Linked DNA regions of Mus musculus: regions 2 and 3 are each linked to region 1. The links are chromatin contacts, called in public Hi-C maps. All regions are on one chromosome and are shown on one strand. The core of a region is the stretch at or near the end of the contact, and the rest is flanking DNA. Distances in the headings are between cores, read along the strand shown. Region 1 overlaps Gm35608 (a long non-coding RNA gene). Region 2 holds the start of Col6a2 (collagen, type VI, alpha 2). Region 3 holds the start of Col6a1 (collagen, type VI, alpha 1).

Region 1 (3,398 bases), core at 656-3,155:
TGTATGCTGTCTATTTGGTGGTCCAGTGTTGAAAGATCTCAGGGGTCCAGATTAATTAAGAATGCTGGTCCTCCTACAGGATTGACCTTCTCCTCAGCTTCTTTCAGCCTTCCCTAATTCAACAACCGGGGTCAGCTGCTTCTGTCCATTGGTTGGGTACAAATGTCTGCATCTGACTCTTTCAGCTGCTTGTTGGGTCTTTCAGAGGGCAGTCATGATAGATCCCTTTTTGTGAGTGCTCCATAGCCTCAGTAATAGTGTCAGGCCTTGGGACCTCCCTTGAGCTGGATCTCACTTTGGGCCTGTCACTGGACCTTCTTTTCCTCAGACTCCTCTCCATTTCCATCCCTGTAATTCTTTCAGACAGAAACAATTATGGGACAGAGGTGTTACTGTGGGATGGCAACCCCAACCCTTACTTGATGTCCTGTCTTCCTGCTGGAGGTGCACTCTACAAGTTCCCTCGCCCTACTGTCAGGCATTTCATCTAAGGAGTCTCTCACTTCCCAGGTCTCTGGTGCATTCTGGGGGTCTCCCCAACCTCCTATTTCCTGAGGTTGCCTGTTTGCATTCTTTCTGCTGGCCCTCAGGGCTTCAGTCCTTTTCCCTCACCCAATACCAGGTCAGGTTCCCCTCTACCCACCCACCCCCATTGCTCCACCCCACCCTGTCCACTTTCCCTCCCAAGTCCCTCCCTTCCTTCCCGCCAGTCCATTGTGGATGGTGCCATCCCTGGGCTGATGATCCTGGGTTCTATAAGAAAGCAGGCTGAGCAAGCAATGGGGAGCAAGCAAGTAAGCAGCAGCCCTCCATGGCCTCTGCATCAGCTCCTGCCTCCAGGTTCCTGCCTGCTTGCGTTCCTTTGGTGATGAACTGAGCTGTGAACCCTTTTCTCCCTAAGCTACTTTGGTCATAGTGTTTCATCACAGCAACAGTAACCCTAAGGCAAATGGCTACAGAGAACCTGGAACCTGGGTAAAAGGTTGAGGTCCCCCTCCTGGGTACATCTAGCATCCCTGCAATGTTTTTGGCTTGGTCCAGGGCTCCTGACTTGACTGTGGCCCCAGAAATCCAACAGTCAACGACTTTGGGAAATCAACAGGAGGGGGACAAGTTAAGGAGACAGTGCTATAGGGGACTTTTTTTTTTCTTTGCTACTTGCAGCAAGCATCTTGGAGAACAGGGACAGGATGCTGGCAGTCTCTAAAAGGAACCTCTCTGTGTACAGAGGTGTAGTTTCAGCAACCCTGGACCTGCATAGTTTAAAGATGCATAGCTCTCATTCCCCAAGAGGAGCGGGGAGGCAGTGCTCCCATCCATAGCCAAGGTCAGGGCCAAGAGGAACCAAATCCCAGTCTTCCCCATGGAAGAGCCCGAGGGGAAGCATGCCCACTGGCTTCTTCCTGGATCACCTTGGACCCTGGATAGTGGCCATGCTGTGAAAGACAAAAGGAAGAGAGAGAAAAACTGACAGAGAGACAGAGACAGACACACAGAGAGAGACAGACACACACAGAGAGACAGACACACACAGAGACAGACACAGAGACAAACACAGAGACCCACAGCAAGAGACCCACATCGAGAGACTCACAGAGAGAGATAGACAGAGAGATAAACAGAGACACACAAGACACAGAGAGAGACACGGAGACACAGAGACACAGAGAGACAGAGACAGAGAAACAGACAGGAAGAGAGAGACAGAGAGAGAGGGAGAGAGAACAGGAGAGCACAATGGTTTAGTCATTTCTCCACCAGCCCCTACAGCAGCCCCCACCCAGGACTTGGCTGACTACCCTGGGCTGCCTGCCTCCCTTTTGCTTTAGTTCTGAGGAGGCCCCTGCAGATGTGCTCCTTATTGGGTTTATTTGGAGCTGTCTGACATGTTCCAGAGAAGGGATGAGTCCTAGCAGGCAGCAGGAGGGTCAGCTTCCTGTGAGGGGAGGGCCTGGAAAGGCAAGGGGCTCAGTTTAGGGGATCTCCCTGTGACTCTGGGCTGGCCAGAGCACTTCTAATTTTCTTAGCAGTTTTCCCTCTTGCTTCCTGAGGATGGGGACATCAACTTGGGCCTCATCTGTGGGTGGCTCCAGAAACGTACTGCCAAGCACAGGGTAAGCTCCTAGCTCTTTCTGGTGTCCTGGGAATGTTCTCTGAGACCCAGGCTGGAGCAACCATGATGTGCAGACCATGGTATGAGCCAGGCCTCTGTCTCCTTTTGCAGGACACACCAGGTAGTGCAAAGCATCCCAGCTCTGCAGGCCAGTACTATGACTCCTAGCTGATGGTCCCAGGTACGGCACATCTTCATAGCGCTTCCTGTAGCAGGCAGTCCAATGACCTTATCTCAGGCATTTCTACTATGCACACAGCGCCTGTCCAGGCAGGAGCCCCAAAGAGGTCCTGAGGAGGTGGTGTTTTGACAGCAGAGATAGTTCACGAGTATGAGGTTTCGGTCAACCATACTGACACCAAGTGTCACCTGAAAGAAGCAGAGTAGGGTGAGCAGGTCAGGTGCTTGGCTTGAGGGGGATGGCAGAGAGACACCCCACCCCCACCTTCTAACTGCTCAGGCAATGTAGCTATAGATGTAGGTTTCCCATTCCCTGGGTCCTATATCCTATACTGAACCCCTTCTCAGGCCTAGGCTATGTGAGCGGCTCAGACAAACTGACTCGCTTAGAGGGAGTGAGGACCCTTGGGTAGGGAGAGAGATGGTTCCTGTTTCTGAGGCGTGGCCGGCTTCCACCATCAGCAGGGAGAACCTCAGACACAGTTCCCAGCACTTCATCTTTGGGGGTGCAAGGTTGGCCCATACTAGTGCTAGAGCAACAGATGTGGGGTCTCTTTGAGGGTCATTTGTCTTCACAAAATACAGCCTTTCTTGGCTCTCCCCTAGACCACAGGAAGATCTGGAATTCCCAAGTTGAGCTTTCCCCCATATGTCTGGGATGGTGGCCAGGCAAATGTGTGACTTCCTGACTTGGCTCCCTTGGGTCCTTCCCCTCACCCTGAAGAGCAATAAACATGGTCCAAAGAGGCTCACCAAGTCACGGGCCGCCCTGCCCTGGGTCAGAGATGTGGCTACAATTCAGGCAGGCAGGCTTGCCCAGGGCACAGTACAGCAGCTGTGTAGAGGGTCTGCGCCACATATTCCCTCCAGATGGAGCTTCTTAGGGACAAAACTGATCTTTCGCCACTTCCTCAGGGAGCCTTAGAGCCTGATATGAGCTCTGCACTGGGGGTTGGTAGTGGGGATGCGGTAGGATCTTCTCTGTCCTTAGCTGTGGGTGTGGCAAGTCTGCCTTCTTCCCAGAGCTACCTGTATTGTCTGCATGCTCTGCCAGCCTGCTGGGTGTCTTTCTACTGTGAACGGCTTACTTGGAGTTACTGCCTTC
Region 2 (3,398 bases), core at 647-3,146, 58 kb before region 1:
AGCATTGCACACCACAATGGGTAGATTAGCAGAGAGCCAGAGAGTAGATGGCATGCGTTCTGTCCAGCTTCTCTGGTGGGTAACGGGCAATGAGTGGAACCTGGGCCCCTCAGAACAGAACTCCCCACTCCTTATGCCAGTTCCCTGCCGTGTGGACTAGGAAGCTGCCCCTTGTCTATCTGGCATTTGTGTCTTGGATCTCCAGTGGGCACTCATGGAGATGCTGCCCATAGTTTGGACCAGCCAGTACTGAGGGCAGAGGCTGGGTTCCTAGGTTTGCTCATGTGCAGTACCCCTAGGTTTGCTCATGTGCAGTGGGGGTTCTAGACTCTCAGATTTCATGAATGGACAAAAGAGACACAACGAGGCTGGCTGGATTCTGAGAGTCATATCAAAGAACCTCCGATGCCCGTAGCTTCCCATGCCCTGCCGAGAGACCTCCTTAGAGGCCTCTCTAAAGAAGAGCTCACTGGATTTGCTGGCAAATCACTGCTGGACAGGAAGGAACCCACCCTCCAGCACACAAACTGCCCAAGTGGCAGTAGTCTTGACTACTTCTTCCAAGGTCTGTGCTGGCTCCCCAACACCATTTCACTGGGAAACGCACTGTTCCCAAGACTGAAGCACAGCTTTCAGAATGGATGCTCTAAACCCCTATGTTCAACCCCTCCCAATTGGTATCACCTGTTCCCTGGGACCCTAGGTCCAAGCCCAGTCTCTGGCCCCACCTTTTCTCTCTAAGGGATCCCAGACACCTGTGTAACCTCCAGTTTCTGTGAGATGAAGCTGCAAATGCCCTGTTTCTTTTTTTCCTTTGCTATGTGTGTGCTAGCCTCAAGAGCCAGAACTATTTAACTGGGGGAAGGGGAGGAACCCAGCAACTTAATCTGGACCTTAAATGTTCCTTGTTGGTACCTTGTCCCTCTATGGCACTTGGCTCCATGTCCTCAGATGAGTATGGAGATACCCCCAGAATACCCAGGCTTCACGAGGGGGCTGTGTTGCTGTCTATAGGAGAGGTGTCTCTGAGGTTGCCCACTGGAGTCCCCAAGGGACTGGAGTGCCCAAGGGAGTCTCAGGGCTAGGATAGAGCCAAGAGTGACAGACTTTATTATTCCTGGGTCCACCCTCATCTTTATGATTCCTGCCTGGTCTCTCCTTAAGCACAGTGGGAGTACCTCGAGATGGCGAGGTGTCCCCTTGAGAGCACCTGGCTAGCCCACTGCTGGGACCTGAGACTCCCTTCTCTGCCTCCCGCAGAGTACCCTTGAAGTCCATCTGAGGAACTAGTTCAAGTGGCTCTGTTACCTTCCTTCCCCATGAAGACTACCCTTCTTCCTTAGGGCCTACGGAGAGGCTAACAACGGACTGTGTGCAGGTTCAAGTCACAGCGTATTTTCCCATTGAGGCAATTTAGGTTCCTTAACCCTTGGGAGACAACTCAGACCTGCTAGCAATGGCCATGGGTCTGACCAGATGTGAGACACTCTGAGGACTGGGGAAGGAGCAGGGATCTGGTCTGTCAGTGGTGAGCAGAAAGCTGTGGAGTCTAGAATAAGAAGCCTGCACCCCAACCAGGCTCTGTCGAACAGAGGCCTAGGGGCCACCTGGAGACTAGAACCTGGGGCAGGACCTTCGGTTTGGGTAGAACTGTGCTCACCTTAGACCCCTGAGGTGCAGCCCCCGAATCCTGTTCCCCCTTTTCCCGCGTGTCCCAGCTGGACACCATGCGAAGAAGCTTACCTGGCTTGGAGAAGATGCCTGGGTACTTCCCGAGGACAGCCCGGGTCCTGACGGCCCGAGGTGCGGGCGCCGAGTGGGTAGGAGGGAGGGGACCCAGGCGCGGCCCGGGACTGAACGGGAGGGGACCAAGCCAGGGGCCTCCCACTTTAACTCTGTCCCGGGCGGGCGGATGCCTGGAAAACTCGACCGCTGGGGGGCGCTGCGGCCCCGCGGATGGGCGGGGTCAGCGGGTGGGGCTGCTGGACGGACTAAGATGAAGCTGGGGAATGAGCTGGGGGAGGGGAGGAAAGGAAGGCGAGGGGAGGGAGTGGCCAGGACACGCAGCAGGGTTGGAGCTGGACCATCTCTGTGCTGTAGTGCCTGGTGACTTTTTTATTTTTCCTTGCAAGCCTCTGGACTCCTAGGTCTCCCAGACCTTTGCTCAAGCTCCCTCCTCCTCTACGTAAAGGAAGGAGCCCCCCCCCCCCCCCCCCGTAGAAGCTATTCTTATCCTGTTGGGCCAGGGCTCCCTCCCCCGCTCCCCCCACCCCCAGTATTCTGACTGAAGTTGGGCGGGATGTGGGGTTGAACTTCAAAGTGCAGTGAAGGGATGCAAAGAACGTATGTCTTTGGGGTTCAGCGGGCCCTGAATTGGTATTGAGGCTCCTGGAAGTTGATAGGGCCCTGAAGAGGCAAGAGGACCAGGCATAGATGTAGGAGCCCTGGCATTGGTATATAACCCTTTCCTCCAAGAATCCCAGAGGTCGGCTTTGAGTGGGGTCTGCTCACATCGCTGGCAGGGTGCATAAGCTATGGCTAGGGCCTTAACTTTCTAGCCTGGAGTAGGACTGGCTCTGAGAAGTACAGGCAGGGATAGGGAAGGGGCTCAATTCGGGGCAGTTCTCAAGGGTGCAGGGTAGTGGGGGTGATGAGGCTTGTTTCTCATACAGCTGAGTAAATCTCTGATCTAGCCCCTGACTTCCAGTCCCACTCTGTGTTCTCCCCCTACCCCCTCCTGTCCAGGGAGGAACTACTTTTGGTAAGCCCATATTGCTGGAGGTCCTTGTCTTTAGGACCTTCCTGCCTCTGCCCATTGAAGCTTTGTCATCTCTTTCTTCTGATGTCTCACACCTGAGAAGTTGGCTCAAGGCACCTTCCACAGTGTCTTGGATCCTTGTGCCTAAGTAGTAATGGAGGACCAGTGTTTCTTCTAAGGAATAGGAAAATGCCATTAAGGTGACCTCTTGGGAGCTGAAAGCTGTCCCTACAGGTCCCAGCCTGAGAGATATCAGCCTGTACCACTTACCACTTGCAGTCCCTAGGACCTGGAGCCCTGACCTGACTATTAGCAATGCAGCATCAGTACCAGCCTTTCATGGGCAGTGCCAGCTATTGCTGTGTGCCGTGCTCTGTGCTGGAGGTCTTTTGAGAGGGTAGGGAGGGACTAGAGCCAGAGGTGTAAGTATGCATGAGTGTCTTATGTATGGTATTTGCATCTCTCTCTCTCTCCCTCCCCCTCTCTTTGTCTCTCTATCTCTCTCTGTTTCTCCCTCTGTTTCTCCTTCTCTGTATCTTTCTCATCTCTCTGTCTCTATCTCTTTGTTTCTGCATCTCTCTGTCTCTCTATCTCTATGCCTCTCTCTATCACTGACTCTGTCTTTTTCTCTCCGTTTCTT
Region 3 (3,398 bases), core at 447-2,946, 45 kb after region 1:
CCTGTCCTCACAGTGACTGACTGTGGGGACCCTGCTAGGGGAAGAGACTCACGATCTGCATCCTTCCTCAGGGCCTGCCCTCGGCCACACCCTCTGCTCCCAGTGCCCCGTTGAGGAGGGAGGGAGGAAGAGAGTGAATGAAGCATGCTATGTCCCACAGTCCCCTCCTCCCAGGCCCTGTGATGAAGACACTGGGGATGTTCAGCCCAGGACTTAGGTGAAGGCTCTAGTGCCCATGTGGACAGGTGGGAACTCTGGCCACAAGGCATAGCTACACATCTGGCAGACTCCTCAGACCCTGTCTGTGTGTTTGGAGTATGGAGACCTCACAACTCTATACTCAGAACGGTCTTCTCAGCCCTATTGACAAGGTGACTTCCCTCTCTCCCCGCTGTCCCTTCTCCCACCCACTCATCCTCTCTCCTGTCCCTCTGAGCTGCAGAGACATGGGATGGAGCTCTGGACAGCTTCTGGAATGTGGAGTTAAGGCTCAGCTCTACCTGCAGGTCCAGTCCCCCACCCCCACCCCCACCCCTACCCCCACCCCAGGACCACAGAGCTACAGGACAGGCCAAGGCAAGCTCATTCTACCTGTCTCTCAGGTTGTCAATGAAGCGCTTAGTGAAGGACTTCACCTTGTCCACCAAGGCCCCATAAGGTTTCAGCCTCAAGGCCACACTCTCCGAGGTGTCGAGCACGAAGAATAGATCCACAGGGCAGTCTGAGCCAGAGAAGATCCCATGAGCCATGCTCTGAGCCCCACTGGGGGCACAAGGCCCCATTCACATATCCCCATTCTGGCCAGGGGCTTCCTGGCCAGACACCATCCATTCTCACCAGCAGAGCTCCGAGCAGGTGATCAGTGCAGCCCCAGCCCCTCACCTGCCTGGTGGGTAACACCCAGCAGGGTCTGAGTGAGAGCCAAGTCTCAGGGTGTCCTGTCCTTGGACAGAGCCTTGCTCAGTTACAGTGGCCTTGGCCAGTTACAGAGTGCAGGGGCTGCCTGGGAGAACTGGACTATTTCTCCTTATGGTCTCAACCCAAAGCCACCAGATCTATGACCTCCCCCTGAGTTGTGAAGAGGCAGGTTACCTATGCTGGCTATCAAGCAAAGAGAGATTATCAGTCATTCGCTCAGGACAGAAATGGACCAGGCTCCCCTTGCTGCTCAGTCCCTCTGGAGTTTACCAACCTGTCATCTCCCTAGCATGGCAAGATTCGGGGTGACAGGACTCCAGGGCCTTTTGGCTGGGAGCCGGGTATTATATAGCTGCTTCAAGACAGGAACCAAATAGAATGCAGGCTTGGACAAGGGGAAAGTCCCCTTCTTAGTGGCTCTCCACAAGATTAAGACAAAGGGTGGGGGGGAGGTGGGACACCGGACAGTACCTTGTGGGGTATTGAGCCCCATCAACTTTCAGGCCTTCAGGCAGCTAAACACAGCACACAGGGAGCACAGCCAGTTTACTCACCTTGGAAGGCAATCGCTTTGGAGCCCTGGATGTCCTGTGTGGCCACCCAGCAGGCTTGTAGCAGCAGGGGCAGCAGAGCGTGGGCCAGCCTCATGTTTCTGGCTGGCCTGCGAGTCACCGTCAAATGTGGGCCAGGGTCAGGGTGGGCGCTGGGAAAGGCAGAGTGAGAGGTTGTCTCTGCTTGCTGCAGTCAGAGCCCAGAGCTGAGGAGAGAGCCAGGGAGGGTGGAGGGAGGGAGGGAGGGAGGTGCAAAGAGGGGAGGGATCAGGAGAGGAGGGGGAGAGGAAGGGGAGGGCCTCAAAGCTGAGTGAGTCACAGCATCAGCATCGGGTCTCTGGAACCTTGAAGAGAAAAAGGCCCTCTCCTCTCGGGTACTAGGCACCAGGACACTCCTGGGCTGTGGACTTCCTGTTGCTACGGTGTGTGGGATGTTTACCCACTCAGAGTCAACTGTCCAGTGTAACATAGAAGAAAATATATGGTGAACAAACTCTGTGATTCCCAAAAGAAGTTCCAGGAAATATTTCTGGTTGTTTCATTCCAAATACCGCCTTTGGGACTATGCAGCCCAGCTTTCTGGTGTGAGCCACAAACGTGGCTTTCTCCAGTGCTGGTGATTTCTGCGTAGCCGTCACTTTGGCTTAGTTAAATACTTAACTTGCAAAAGATATTTGATCTTTCGATCTTTATTATGGAAATCCAAGTTGTCAACACTAACCACATGGATGTATTTGTATAAGAGTCTCTTTTTATTTCTGTTTCTCTCTGTGTGTCTCTGTGTGTGTGTTGATAACATCTGGGCTCCAGATAAAGCCAGAACCATCCTTACCCAGAGCAAATTCCAGAAGAGTGGTATAGTCATTATAATACAAAAACTTGGTTACAAATTTCAGCATCATTAATAATAAAAGTCTGTAAAGAAAAGTGACAGTGACTCCTAGGACTCAGTGAGACTGTGTCCTTTGTCCTCCTCATGCCAGCCCTACAGTATATGTCACCATGGTGGACACATGTTCTTCCTGGCAGTAATCTCATGCCCACCCACCGCCCCAACCTGAGCATCAGGCCATTGGCTTTGGGCTGTGGCTTCATGCTGTACATGTGGCTTTTTTTCTTGGCCTTTGGAGCCTCCACAAGCTGAGCTATTTCCTTTATAGGGTGGTTGCACAATAAAGACAGCTTAAGCCCTTCAGGGCAGGGCCTGGTGTGTCCCTGGGTATTGATGGATACCCTGACGGACACAGGAATAGACACACTGGCAGCCATGATTCCCATGCTGGGCTTTCTAGGATGTGCTCTTCTGAGCCAAAGAGCAGGGGCCTGTCATGTAGCAGATGCATGGTATCACACAGCGACAGTCATAGAGGTCTCCCGGTTGGGTTCAGAGCCATGCCCTGTCAGCAGGCCTGGCGGATCTTGAGGTGATGAATAAAGGGTGGTCAGGAAAATACACAGCACCAGCACTCCAGTCTGCTAACCCCAGCAGGCTACATAGCATTGGCTGACTCTGGACCTGTGACCCTGATTTACTTAACCTATATTCCCCAGGATGGGTAGATGATACTGCAGATGCAGCCTCAGGATGGGGGAGGGGGGTGTAGCCCAGGTAGAGCAGTCAGCTGTGGCTTACGGGCGTTCTAACCAAGGAACTTGGGCAGACCCTTCACACAGCTGGCTGTATTCGTCCTTTTCTAGCTGGTCCGGTGCCAGTTCATGAGCTTTATACAGAAGGAGCAGGGTCTAGTGCTCTGGAGGTCTCAGCCCAGGGATACATCCCTACCCAGCAGCCCTTCCACCACCTGCGTTTCTGTGTAGACAAAGAGCCGTGATAGGGAGAACACACGCACTTACCAGAGAATCAATCCCCATCTCTGGCATGTGCCACACACAGCCCTCTCACCTCACAGCACCCGCTGTTCCTTCAAT

The links. A called contact is a pair of places that touch in the nucleus more often than the background predicts.
Region 2: a contact with region 1 is called in a Hi-C map of uterus, with 2.7 times the contacts expected there. The contact joins the promoter of Col6a2 here to the enhancer-like site in region 1. A contact is called at or near these places in 7 of 39 promoter capture datasets (the 3T3-L1 cell line, the HPC-7 cell line, cranial neural crest and 3 more), 1 of 15 datasets of contacts at CTCF or cohesin (the NIH/3T3 cell line), 15 of 484 Hi-C or Micro-C datasets (the NIH/3T3 cell line, brown adipocytes, embryonic fibroblasts and 7 more), 4 of 115 datasets of contacts at active chromatin or transcription factors (craniofacial prominence, embryonic fibroblasts and embryonic stem cells) and 2 of 9 other capture datasets (adipose tissue and liver).
Region 3: a Hi-C map of uterus shows a contact between it and region 1, with 2.8 times the contacts expected there. The contact joins the promoter of Col6a1 here to the enhancer-like site in region 1. A contact is called at or near these places in 1 of 15 datasets of contacts at CTCF or cohesin (the NIH/3T3 cell line), 18 of 484 Hi-C or Micro-C datasets (the HL-1 cell line, the MC3T3-E1 cell line, bone marrow-derived macrophages and 10 more), 4 of 115 datasets of contacts at active chromatin or transcription factors (the NIH/3T3 cell line, craniofacial prominence, embryonic fibroblasts and 1 more) and 2 of 9 other capture datasets (adipose tissue and liver).

The regions. Positions count from the first base shown.
Region 1 is chr10:76,679,101-76,682,498 of GRCm38.p6, forward strand. The region is part of intron 1 of Gm35608 (a long non-coding RNA gene); the gene reads left to right. Among named protein-coding and RNA genes, the nearest start is that of Gm35608, 3.1 kb to the left of the region's middle. Within about 2 kb of position 1,906, at least 12 of the 459 cell types and tissues checked have an H3K27ac peak or open chromatin away from gene starts, as enhancers often do. A contact at or near this core is called in uterus, where this site is marked.
Region 2 is chr10:76,621,508-76,624,905 of GRCm38.p6, forward strand. Col6a2 (collagen, type VI, alpha 2) reads right to left here and starts at 1,897. Exons shown (of 28, transcript NM_146007.2): 1 at 1,744-1,897.
Region 3 is chr10:76,724,348-76,727,745 of GRCm38.p6, forward strand. It overlaps Col6a1 (collagen, type VI, alpha 1), which reads right to left and starts at 1,697. Exons shown (of 35, transcript NM_009933.4): 1 at 1,473-1,697; 2 at 592-721. The coding sequence starts at 1,566.